3 separate regions of the Mus musculus genome follow, and all the other regions are linked to region 3. The links are chromatin contacts, called in public HiChIP or PLAC-seq and promoter capture Hi-C maps. All regions are on one chromosome and are shown on one strand. The core of a region is the stretch at or near the end of the contact, and the rest is flanking DNA. Distances in the headings are between cores, read along the strand shown.

Region 1 (4,010 bases), core at 1,482-3,981, 330 kb before region 3:
AGACACAGACAGGGTGGCTTTGGGGACATCTTTACATAACGACAGTCCTCTTCTGTGCAGCACCCACAGACAGCATCTTTCTCCCCAAACTGTGTCCATTTTTTTCCCCTTCTGCACTTTCTAGAATAAGGTTTTTCCTGAAAGTGCAAACAAACTCTGAGTCAGAAACTGCAGTCAGAAATCCCGCAGGAATTTAGAGCACACCCCAGTTCTCAGGCATCCACCCCCATCACCTAGCTTGTCCGTTTAAGCACTAGTCACACGGGGCCTTGGCTCATGAAAGTTGGGCTGTCAGGGCTGAATTCTACCCAAAGAAAGGCTTCCCTCACATGTCCATGGCTGTCTTTGTGCAAAGGAGAGGAAAAGGGAGGTTTGTTTTAAATAGACACATGTAAGCCCCCCCGAGGGACCGGAGGCACGGGTTGCAAGAACAGCTCCCATCAAACTGCAATCCCCTGCTTTAGCTGCTGCTTAAAGAGGATGGGAAATGAAAGAGAAGCGTCTCCCCCCTTGCTGCCACATCAAGGCAGTCAGCTGGTGACAGGGAGATTTCTGCAGGAGGCTTCTCCACGCCAAAAGGGTTAACATCCTCTCAGCAGATTAGGAATTTTCTGTCTCTCTCAGGAGTGAAAAACAGATTCAGAGTTTAGACCTTAAGGAGTATTTGTGGATTCTCTAGACCTGGCCAGCCAAAGGCAGAAATGGCCAGACTGTCTTTTGTAAGAATTATGAAGGTTGGTTTTTGGTTTGGTTTGGTTTCGGGTTTTGGTTTTTTTTTTTTCTCTGAGATGGTCTTACTGGGTTGTGGGGAGGCTGATGGGGCTGGCCATGTGGCCATGTTATCTGAGGGGGTGATTAATTCTGCTGTCAGTAAACCAGCTCTGAGTAATTCAGGCCACCTAGATCACCTTCCCCTTCCCCAGTCAGTGCGGCACTAGGCACTGAGGTGTCTGCGTCGCTGAGGGGACACTGCCCAGCCCCCTTACTCTGCCCAGTGTAAGAAAAGTAAATTGATAGCAATCAATGCTGGATGAGTCAGAGAGGAGGACCTTGCTAAGGCAGGTGTGGGGTGTGTCACAGAGCCGTGGCTGGGCAGCAAAGATCATCTGTATGGCTGGAAGGCCTGGAGTCTCAATCTTTCCGGATTAACCCTGGCTTCCCTTCCTGAGTCATCCATCCCTCCGTGTGCCAGCCTTCTGCCCTCTGTACCTCCCCATGTCCCACCTCCACCCTCCCGAGGGACTGAGGACACATTTCAGGCCAGCCGTGTTATTGGATTTTAAATGATGCAATGGCTTTTTAATTCTTGCTCTAATTGCCTTTTCATGCAGGGCACTGAGAATGGCTGATTACCAGACAACTGGGCTGGGCAGTGACATTCCTCATCCAATGTCCCCTCAAGCTGCAGTGAAAGGAAGGGAAGAGAGAGAAAGACCCCCTCTTCCCCTCCTTCTTCTCGGCTTTGAGCCTACAGCCACCTGGGGCCCTAGCCTGGACTGGCGCTGTCCGCGGTGCTGACGGGCTGAGCTCTGGCAAACCCTGGCTCTCTTGTCATGCCTTTTGGTGCTCCGGTGGCTGAATAATTTAAACAAATAGACTTGGACATATTTCCCCTTTCCCTCAGGGCAGGAAAACATCCCCTGCTGAGTCTCTGGAATAATTGCCCCTCATTCAAGGGTACTCAGGAAAAGGAGAGATCAGGAAGATGGAGGGAGAGCGTGGGCTGGCTCTGCTGCAGCACTACTGCTGTAGGTGGGCCTGCTCCTTAGTTCTCACGGGAGGGGTTCCCTGAGAAGATGATCCTAGCCCTCCTTCCCTCAGCCACGAGCATGTCAGATCCACACTGGGCCAATTTGTCAAAGCCCGTGGTGGCAGCCTGGCCCTCTCTGCCAGACCAAGGAAGAGGCTCTTCCTCTGAGAGTCTCCATCTGCAGAGGGGGTCCAGATCTGCATGGAACTGGCTTGGGACCTCACTGATAGATGCTGTGCACAGTGAGAAGATAGCTCCTTATGGGGTTAGATAGGCTGGGGTGGGCAGGGCTGGACAGGGTTAGCCTGGTAGAGTAAGGGCTAAAGAGATAGCTTGGCAGTTGAGCACTGGCTGCTCTTCTAGAGGATCTGGGTTTGATTTCCACCATCCTCATGAAGGCTCACAAATGTTTGTAACTCCAGTCCCAGGGGGTGCAATATCTCTGGCCTCCTTAGATGAGGACAGACATAAACACACACACACACACACACACACACACGAGAGAGAGAGAGAGAGAGAGAGAGAGAGAGAGAGAGAGAGAGAGAGTCCGTCCAGCTGGTCCACGGTCAGTGAGGATGGCAGGAAGACCGTCCAGACTCCACGAAAGCTAAACTCTCTCTGAGGGAGGGGGATAAGAGAGGCAGCCACTGAAAGCCGATCCTTGAGATCTGAGGAGAACACTGGAGCTTTGCAGAGGCTACCTGAGGCTGCCACCAGGGAATCTCCTCCTACAGAATGGTGGGTGGAGGCGAGTGATCTGGAGTCCAGAAGCTAGGAGTACGAGGGGGAACTCCAGGAAGGGAGGGGGTCAGAAGGCCAGGGTGTCTCTCAGTTCTGTGCCCTTCTGGCCAAGTCTGGGTGTGGGGTGTGTGTGCAATTGGCTGAGGTAACCTTCTTTCAGAACGTGGGTTTCTCTTCCCCCTCCCTCCTCCATTTCCTGGGTTTTGCTTCTTCATTGTTTTTCTTCTTAAAAGAAAAGAGCCAACACCAGCACCTGTCTCTCAGGCTCACGCAGAGTCTTTGCTGCTGTGGGTGGAGAGAGGTGTGGGAGTGGGGAGGGGACAGGGTGGGAGGGACAGGATTTCTGCTCCCAGAGGGCAAGTTAGCACAAGGTCACCTCCATGCTCACCCCCCCCCCTGCAGTTCGTGGGTCACGGCTCAGACCCCAGGAGGTACGGAGTTCCCTGCAGCAAAGCAGTCAGCATGAGCCCGAGGGCTCTGCCAGCCTCGGCCACCGGGCCCATTCCTATCAGGAGACTTGAGGGACTGTGCCCTCACCCCCACCTGACAATGTGATTCGGCTCCCTGAAGTTTGAGTGTCAGTTGCTAAAGACAGAGAGACTTGGCTTCCTCTGGGCAGGGCTGGGGCTCCCTGGTGTGTTCGGTCCAGGCTGTTTCTATCCAAAGCAGCTGCTCGTCCATTGTTCAAACCTAAAGCCTCCTACCATCAGACCCGAGGACCCAGGCCCTTCAGCAGAACACGTACAGACCTTTCAAACACGAGAGCATCCTTCTAGGCAGGGAGAAGCTGAGTGTGGGTGCCAGGAAGGGGGCAGGACTGGGTCATTCTGGGTGCTGTAAAGTGGATTGTGGGAGGTAAAGACATCAGTCGGGAGGCCAGAAGCAGGCTGGGAGATGAGGATGGGTGGGGACCAAGGATTCAGGTGCCAGGAGGCGCCTGGGGCCAGGTGCAAGGAAGCAGCAGACCACCTCCAAGATGTTGAAGGTCAGACAGGGCCAGAGGGGACCCGAGGGTGGGTTTGTTTGCTTAAGGGTGGGTGTTTTTGTTTTGTTTTAATTCTGAGTCTGGGTCTCACTGAGTTTCTTTGGCTGGCCTGGAATTACAATGTAGACCAGGCTGGCTTTGAACTCACAGAGACCCATCTATCTCTGCTTCCAAGTGCTGGGGCTACAGGTGTGTGGCACCACACTCAGCCTATTGTTCGGTTTTGAGACAGGTAGTCCAGGCTGGCCTTGAACCTGCTATGTAGGCAAGGATGGCTCTGTGCTGAGTCTCCTGCTTCTACCTCCCAAATCCTGAGGTTACAGGATGAGCTATCTCACCATCTCCCTCAGCTGGAGCCGAGCTCTTCCAGGTGGCTCCCTGAAGGAATTAGGAGGCCCCGGAACTGCTGAAAAGAGACAGGAGATGAGCAGATGACTGGGTGTGGGACCTGGTTTGCCTTGGATGGTGACTCAGAAATGCTGAGACACTGGGCTGCAAGACAAGGGCTATGCCAGGAGCCTTCCAGGCTGGAGC
Region 2 (3,590 bases), core at 175-2,674, 280 kb after region 3:
AGTGTGTGTGTGTGTGTGTGTGTGTGTGTGAGAGAGAGAGAGAGAGAGAGAGACAGCAGTATGACTCCTCCCTCCTCTCTCATTCTTTGGAGTTCAAGTTAAAAGGCAATCCACTTTGTTTGAGAGAACAGACTCTAAGTTTGACCTGTTAGTTGGCAATGTACTGCTAACAACGTCTATAGAATCACTACCATTTATGGTGGCCTAAGTGCATAGACCTTTCGCTAAATGCCCTATGAGCTTTACATTTAAATTTTTTTTATATTTTGTTTTATTTTAGACAAGGTTTCCCTGTGTAGCCCTGGCTGTCCTGGAACTCACTCTGTAGACCAGGCTGGCCTTGAACTCAGAAATCTGCCTGCCTCTGCCTCCCAAGTGCTGGGATTAAAGGCGTGCGCCACCACTGCCCGGCTTAAATTCATTTTTGTATTATTGTATGTATATGGGTGTTTAGTTTGTAAGTGCACCATGTATGTGCCTAGTGCTGGGAGTGGATTAAAAAAGATCCATCAGACACCCTGAGACTTGAGCTGCAGACAGGTGGGAGTCACCACGGGGGAGTGTTGGTGATCGAACTTAGATTGTTCCAAGAGCAACAAATGCTTAATCGCTACACCAATTCTCCAGCTACTTTCCAGCATTTTTACATTTGATTCTTCCTTAAACTGCACAAGTTATTACCTTTACTTTTCAGATAAGGAAACTGAAGCTCAGAGAGAGTAAATTGCACAGCTAGGAAGGAAGCAGGGAGACAGGGTTTAAAACTTGAGACCCGCCCCACTCACCCAGGAGTGTGTCCCTACAATTCACGTCTGTCTTAATTGCTCAAATACAATGATCAATTTCTCAGTGATCGTCTTCTACATTTTCTTTGTCTTCCTTGATGTTCAGCTGCGCTCTTCCCCGCTTCATTTCCCCAGCATAGGACTTTGATCCCTCAGCCACTGATCGATTTCAGCTTACTGCTAATCAGGTCTTGGAGAATGAGAACTTTTACCTGATTTGGTTCTGCCTTTTTCACTTCTCATTTACAGAAGAGCTGGGTACATACTAGAGCAGTGGTCGTGACACCTTTTGCGGGTCGAACAACCCGTTCACAGGTTTCTCCTAAGACCATCAGAAAACACCGATAATTTGCATTACTAGTCATACGAGTGGCAAAATTACAGTTATGAAATAGCGACAAGAATAATTTCTGGTTGGGGGGGTCACCACAATTTGAGAAGCTGGATTAATGATTCGCAGCGTAGGAACTGCTGACTCAGGGTTTTGGAACCTTTTGTTGATAGTACTAAATTACGCACTTCCTAGACGGAGTAACTAATCCTGAATAAGTGAGCGCGGATTGAACCTCAGAGGCACCCACAGCATCCGTAGGGCAGAGGCCGGAAGCGGAAGTCCTACCCCTCCTGTCTGCATCCTTTGCTCGCGTCGGCGCAGCCTGTGTGCGTCAGTTCCTGGCGGCGGGGATCGGGGTAGCCAACGGCTTGTGGAGCATCATGCCCAAGTGAGTGTGGCCCTGGGAGCAAGCGGACTTGCGGTGGTCAGTTGGGTCCTGGTGAAGGTGCAGGGCGGCGGCCTCGGGTTCTGGACGTTCCGAGGGGAAGGCGAGCCCCTCCGAGGGATGGCGGGTGGAGACCCAGGCTCTCCGGCCATCCTGGCAGAGTGGGCGCGGACCCTCGCTCAGAAGCCTCGCATTCTGTCAGGACGCTTTGTTTGACTTACAATCCGAGGAAGTTGGGTTTTGGGTCTGTTTGTTTGGACAGCTGTTAATTGCTGACGTTTTCTTTTGTCATTTCAGGTTTTATTGTGACTACTGTGATACGTATCTTACCCACGATTCTGTAAGTGGCGGGTCTTTTTTATAATCCTAAAACGCCTTGTATGCAAAATTCTTTTTCTTTAGGTCCAGGTGTGTGCATTACAGTCTCCTGGAAATTTTATGACAACCTTTCTTAGAAAGTAATTAGGAAGCGGGTGTTTTTTCCCACCCTTTTTGTGAGGTCTTTGCAATTTGAAGGTATTTGCAGAATGATAAAACTTTAAGCAAGCTTGAAGATGGAAAGCATTTGCGTATACAGAAACTGCATGTACCTGTAATGTCAATACTTGAGAGGCTGAGCCAGGAAGATGGCAAATTCCAGGTCAGTTAAGGATACATATTGAGACCTTGTCAAAATAACTCGCCCCACCCTCCAAAAAAAGCCCAACAAAACAAAAAACAAACAAACCAGGAGTGTGTTCCTACAAACTTGCAGATTTGATTATGTCACATTATTCAAATGCCTGGTTAAAATGGAAAGAAATGTCTTAGTGTACAGCTCCATTCTCAGCTCCTGTGAGAACCTCATTAACTATTGATCATCAGGAGGAATAACTGAGATATGTGATTAGTGTTGCCCCGTGTGTAGCAGCCACAAGGCCCAGCAACAAAGTTAGGGCCTGGCGCCTGTCTTCCTAGTACACTGAGATGGAGCATTGCTGTGAGTTTAAGGCTATGGTGGGAGACCCTACCTCAAAAAAAAGCAAATCAAAACAACCTTTAGCAACAACAAAATTTGGTTTTTATGGTTTTAATAGTTTTAAATAATCTATTTATCTGCCCCCCCCCCCCCCAATCTCCTGAGGAAACAAGACAGATCTTCTGGAATAATTTGTAAACCAGGCTGACTTCGAACTCACAGAGAGCTGCTTGCTTTCTGCCTTCTGAGTGCACGGAGTAAAGTTATGTGCCACCACTTCCTTGGCTTATTTATTTTTGGAAAGGGTTTCATTATGTAGCCCTGGGTGGCCTAGAACTTATGTAGAACAGGCTGTCCTGCTGCCTCCATGCCTGGGATTCAAGGCCTGCATCACTCCGACCAGCCTATAGTACTGTATTCTCCTAATAGTGTGGCTTAAATATATTTAAGCTGCTGTTTTCCCATGAGAAACATGAGGACGCTGGGCGTGGTGGCGCACGCCTTTAATCCCAGCACTTGGGAGGCAGAGGCAGACGGATTTCTGAGTTCGAGGCCAGCCTGGTCTACAAAGTGAGTTCCAGGACAGCCAGGGCTATACAGAGAAACCCTGTCTCGAAAAACCAAAAAAAAAAAAAAAAAAAGAGAAACATGAGGACATTGAAATAGTACCAGGATTCAGATCAGCCATACGCATGCTTTTTCTTAAAGTAGCAAACTGTTTTAGATTTGTAAATATGGAGTCTTTATAATACTAAAAAGTCTTTATAATACTAAAAGTCATTGTAGACAGAAGCCATAGACAGTAAATAAATGAAGCTGCCAGGCAGATGTATAACCCAGTTGGTAGAGCACATGCCTAAACTACAGAAGCTCTGAGTTCTGTTCCTGGTACTGAGTAGTGAGGGAGGCCAAGAGGCAAGGATCTATGTGTCTGCCAGTGCTCAAAAGCAAATGTTTGATGGGTAGGCCCCAGTATGCTGGCCTCTGGGATAGTTTGTAAGTCCAGGAAAGATGTGTACTGAAGGCAGTGTATAAAAGGTATTTCAGTGTCTTAGCTAGGCTTCCCACCCAGAGGCAAAGCGGGAAACCTTTTTAGTTTGGTGATTTTTTTTCTCTGTGTTGGCCATG
Region 3 (3,818 bases), core at 386-2,885:
GCCCAGGGGCCACTACTACGTCGGAGGAAAAGGGCCCGCGGGGCCATTCCCAAACTCTCCCCCTTCAACACCACAGCAAGGGCCTAGTGGCCTAGGCTGCTGGCAATGACCTGTACCATGGGAGGATGTGGGCTGGCGTTGGTGGGAGTTGGCAGCTTGCTCAGCCACACCTCGCTACGAAGGTCCCCAGAGCTCGCAGCAACTTCGAGCCCCTCCAGCCAACTCGGCTCGCGGGGCACAAAGATGGAGGGCGCGGCGCGCTTCCACCCCGCCCCGCCCCCACGGCGGTTGCACACAAAGGGGCAGCCGCTCCTCCCCCAGACTGCCCCGGCGCCCTAGGCTCCCCTCCACCCGTTGGGAACGCCCCTCCATGACTTCCTCCTTCTCCAGGGGCACCCCTGGAACTGAGGGTCACCTGGACCTTGGTCCGGGACCCGCGGCCTGCCGTGGCCTCCCGCGCCTGACCGCTGCGCCCCACCCCCACCGAGCACGTGCTGCCCTGCGCCCAGGGCGCCATCCTACGGCCCGGGGGTGGGGGGTGGGGGGTAGCCGGGCCCGCCGCGCTCCCCACCCCCCACCGGAAACATTCCTGAGGCATTCCTGAAACTGGGAGGCCCGCCTCCCCAAGGCTCCCACCCCGCCTCCAGCCGGGCGCACGCTGGGCCCCCGCGTACCCTTCCACCGCCCGCGCGCCCCCCGAGGAGAGGGCTGACCGCGGAGGAAGGGGAACAGAGTTATGAGTCACAGTCGTGTGTCACTGGGCCCGAATTACGATTCCCTGCATCACGAGAGGTGTGGAAAGGCCGACTCGGGGAACCGAGGTGGGGAGGTGCGTCCAAGGGCCCGCGCCCGGCCTGCAGGGCGCGCCCCACCGCCCGCCATCTTCCCACTTAGGCTTCCTCCGGCCCAGCAACAAGTCTTTTGTTGACCCAGGCGCCCAGAGGCGGGAAACTCGAACCCCTGCCCTCAAGGGGCTTCCAGGCGCCCCTTGTCTTAAGTCGTAAGTCACGGGGGCGGGGAATCACACCAGAGGGACCTCGTGCTTCCTCAACACCAAGCAGCTGGCCACCCGTGGCTCCTCCCCGCGATGTCCCGGCGAGGCGGCCAATCGCTCGGCTCCTTTGAAGCCTGCACCTGGGTGGCGGCCGTTACTAGATTTAAACCGTTGGCGTTGGCCAAGTTTCACGTTTGGGTTTCACAAGACTTTGTTTTTTACGCGCCTGGAGGCCTCCGGAGACGCACACGCCGTCACCTGCTTGGTGGCAGAGGGGAATTAAGGAGAGGCCCTCGACATGGGCTGGGGGGGGGGGGCGGCGTCCGGGCCGCGAGAAGCTCCTTAGGGTACGCGTGGACGTCCGAGGGCACAGGCGTCAGCGCGCGCCTCCCCGCGAGGCCGGAGTCCACGGGGGGGCTCCTGTAGGTGTGTCCCCGGGTCCCCACTTAAACAGCAGGGCCGCCGTCACCGGTTCCTCCAACGCCAGGCTGCTCGGGAACTGTGAGAAACGAGGGCCGTCGGCGCGCGTGCCCGCGGAAACCGCGCGCACAGTGGCGAGCTACCCGCGCGCGGCGGCGGCAGCTGGCGGGCGGCCGCCCTTTTAAATCCCCGGGCTCATTTGCATGGCCCCGCCCCCCGGTGACACGGCTGGCGCGGGCGGGCCCGTCCCCCCTGCCCCTGGGTCGCTCTTTTTAAGCTCCCCTGAGCCGGGGCTGCGCTCCTCTAATTGGGACTCCGAGTCGGGGCTATTTCTGGTGTTGGCGCGGCTCCAAGAAGGCGTGAGTTCGCCGCCGCTCGGGTGGCTTCTTTTTTTCCTGTAGGTCTAGAATCTAATCACATTATTATTTATTGAGGCCGCGCACGGGCCGTGCCCAGCTTCCTGCCCCTCGCCATCCTCCAGGGGAGCGGGATCCGTCAGTGTTCCCTCGCCCCAGCTCGGATGTGACACACATCCCCGGCGGGGGCCCGGGCGGCGCGCACGCAGCGGTCTCAGCGCCTCTGCCCTCTCCCGGTTTCAGATCCGCATTTGCGACCGGCGGCGGTGGCGGCAGAGCCCAGGCCGGTGCCCTGAGCCCAGCCACGCCGCACCCGGCAGCCCCGAGCGCGCCCCGCCGGCGGCCTGCGGAGCTCGCGGTGAGTGTCCGCGGCGCGCCCGGGGGGCCTGCGGCGCGCGCTGCCCGCTTTATTCCCAGGCCCCGGGCTTGCGCGGGCCGCGGGAAAGGGGAGGCCGCACTGTGCTCGCAGGCGGCGGGGCCGGGGTGGGTGTCCGCGGGGCGCCGCGTCCTCCGGTCCCCAGGTTGAGGGTGCCCGGGTTGCGACCGTGGGGTGCGGAGACCCCGGGGAACGGCGCGCGGAGGGGGAGGGGGCGCGCGACTGCGACGAGCGCCGCTTGTGCACCCAGCGGCGCCCGTGCACCTCGCGCTCGGCGAGCCCGGCCTCAGGGAGGGGCGCGCGCTGCGCAGCGGCGGGAGGTGGGCGCGCGCCCCCCTCAGCCAGGGAAGTTCTAGAAGTGCGGGGGAGGGGCCCGGCGACCCGAGATTCCTCTCTGGCCTCTCCTCCGCCTTTCCCAGAGTAGTACTGTGCGTGGACGAGGCCGGATCGCGAGGGCCTGGGTTTCGGGGTTTCACCCCCCACCCCCACACACACCTTTGGCCCTGCCCCGCGCCTCTTCAACCTCCAGGGCCAGGCCTGCCCTCCGCCCCCACAAACTGGTTCCTCTGCTTTGCTGGGTTCTGTTAGAACTAGTCCCTTCGACTCCCCGTTTCTGCCCCCCCCCCCGCTTTGGTTTTCATGGAGAGAGGAAGGGGTTTTTTTCTTCCTGCGACTCGCACCAGGTTTCCTGCCCCCAAGGCGGGCTTGGGTGCCCCCTCTGGCAGGAAGTGGGGCCGGGCGCACCCGCGTGGCGGTGCATGTGGTCGGGGTGCGCCGTTTCCCGCGCCTAAAGGGCTCTGCGCCCCTCCCCCTCGTCCTAGCTCCTAGAAGCGCCGGCCTACAACCACCAGGCTGGGACGCCAGCGAAGGCATCCTCATTCTGGAGTAGAGGGCGCCTGGGTCTTAACCTGCTTCTCAGTAAACAAAGTGGCGGTCTGTAAGCATTCCGCAAGAACCTCCATTTTACCAAGTTGCTGTGTGACCTTGGGCTATTGAGGGGTCTTCTCTCTATATTTAAAGGGGGACCCTTTAAGACCCTTAACAATAGGCCTGCCGGGATGTTACTCCTCTGGTAGTTCTTGCATAGTTACTGAAACGTTGAGGAGCCACAGCGTGTGCACCCGTGTGAGAGACAGGCTGGAGGCCCAAGAGAGACACATGGGGCTTGGACTCCTAAATGTGACTTGGCCATGCCAGACCTCCCTGATGCTCAGAAACAGGTGGAAGAGGTGAGGTTTTCCTTGGCCTCGCTGGACAGAGACTCTAAGCTTAATTCAGTGGGGGCATTGGGGAGAGCAGGTGGTTTAGAGTCCCTAACGGCAAGAATTGGGGAGGCACCAGGTGGCAAAACAGTGTCCGGGAGACTGGCCAGGATCTCCAGGCAAGCTAGATGCATGCAAGGTCTTTGGGATTGGGGCAGGCTTTCCCCCAAGAGCCCCCTCTGAAGGGCCTCCAGCAGACCTCGGTGTGAGGTCAGTGCTCATTAGCTGATTAATTTTGATGTTTGGTTTGAAGGACACCTGTGGTGTAATGTAAGGTTCTAATCACAGCCTGTAATTAGAGAACAGACCAAGCCGCTAATGATGGGAGCTGGCCCAGCCACCCTGTTTAAAGGAGTCTCGAGTTTGAAATCTCGTAATAGAATAATGAGCAGAGTCCGCACCATCTGGGG

Evidence for each region. Promoter capture Hi-C pulls out the DNA fragments that hold promoters and counts their contacts. HiChIP or PLAC-seq counts read pairs in DNA pulled down with a chosen protein or histone mark.
Region 1: a contact with region 3 is called in an H3K27ac HiChIP or PLAC-seq map of embryonic stem cells, with 12 read pairs. The contact joins the enhancer-like site here to the promoter of Hmga1 in region 3. A contact is called at or near these places in 2 of 39 promoter capture datasets (cranial neural crest and embryonic stem cells), 5 of 115 datasets of contacts at active chromatin or transcription factors (embryonic stem cells, pancreatic cancer cells and stem cell-derived neural progenitor cells) and 2 of 9 other capture datasets (adipose tissue and pancreatic islet).
Region 2: a promoter capture Hi-C map of liver shows a contact between it and region 3, with 2.9 times the contacts expected there. The contact joins the promoter of Snrpc here to the promoter of Hmga1 in region 3. A contact is called at or near these places in 17 of 39 promoter capture datasets (the 3T3-L1 cell line, 3T3-L1-derived adipocytes, the C10 cell line and 12 more), 1 of 15 datasets of contacts at CTCF or cohesin (the NIH/3T3 cell line), 16 of 484 Hi-C or Micro-C datasets (CD4 T cells, CD8 T cells, the G1E-ER4 cell line and 11 more), 22 of 115 datasets of contacts at active chromatin or transcription factors (the 230-238 cell line, the HPC-7 cell line, the NIH/3T3 cell line and 17 more) and 2 of 9 other capture datasets (adipose tissue and liver).

What each region holds. Positions count from the first base shown.
Region 1 is chr17:27,227,235-27,231,244 of GRCm38.p6, forward strand. No RefSeq gene overlaps it. Among named protein-coding and RNA genes, the nearest start is that of 9630028I04Rik, 19 kb to the right of the region's middle. Within about 2 kb of position 2,732, at least 16 of the 459 cell types and tissues checked have an H3K27ac peak or open chromatin away from gene starts, as enhancers often do. A contact at or near this core is called in embryonic stem cells and pancreatic cancer cells, where this site is marked.
Region 2 is chr17:27,838,663-27,842,252 of GRCm38.p6, forward strand. It overlaps Snrpc (U1 small nuclear ribonucleoprotein C), which reads left to right and starts at 1,425. Exons shown (of 6, transcript NM_011432.2): 1 at 1,425-1,507; 2 at 1,802-1,844. The coding sequence starts at 1,500.
Region 3 is chr17:27,554,939-27,558,756 of GRCm38.p6, forward strand. It overlaps Hmga1 (high mobility group AT-hook 1), which reads left to right and starts at 1,636. Exons shown (of 5, transcript NM_001025427.3): 1 at 1,636-1,773.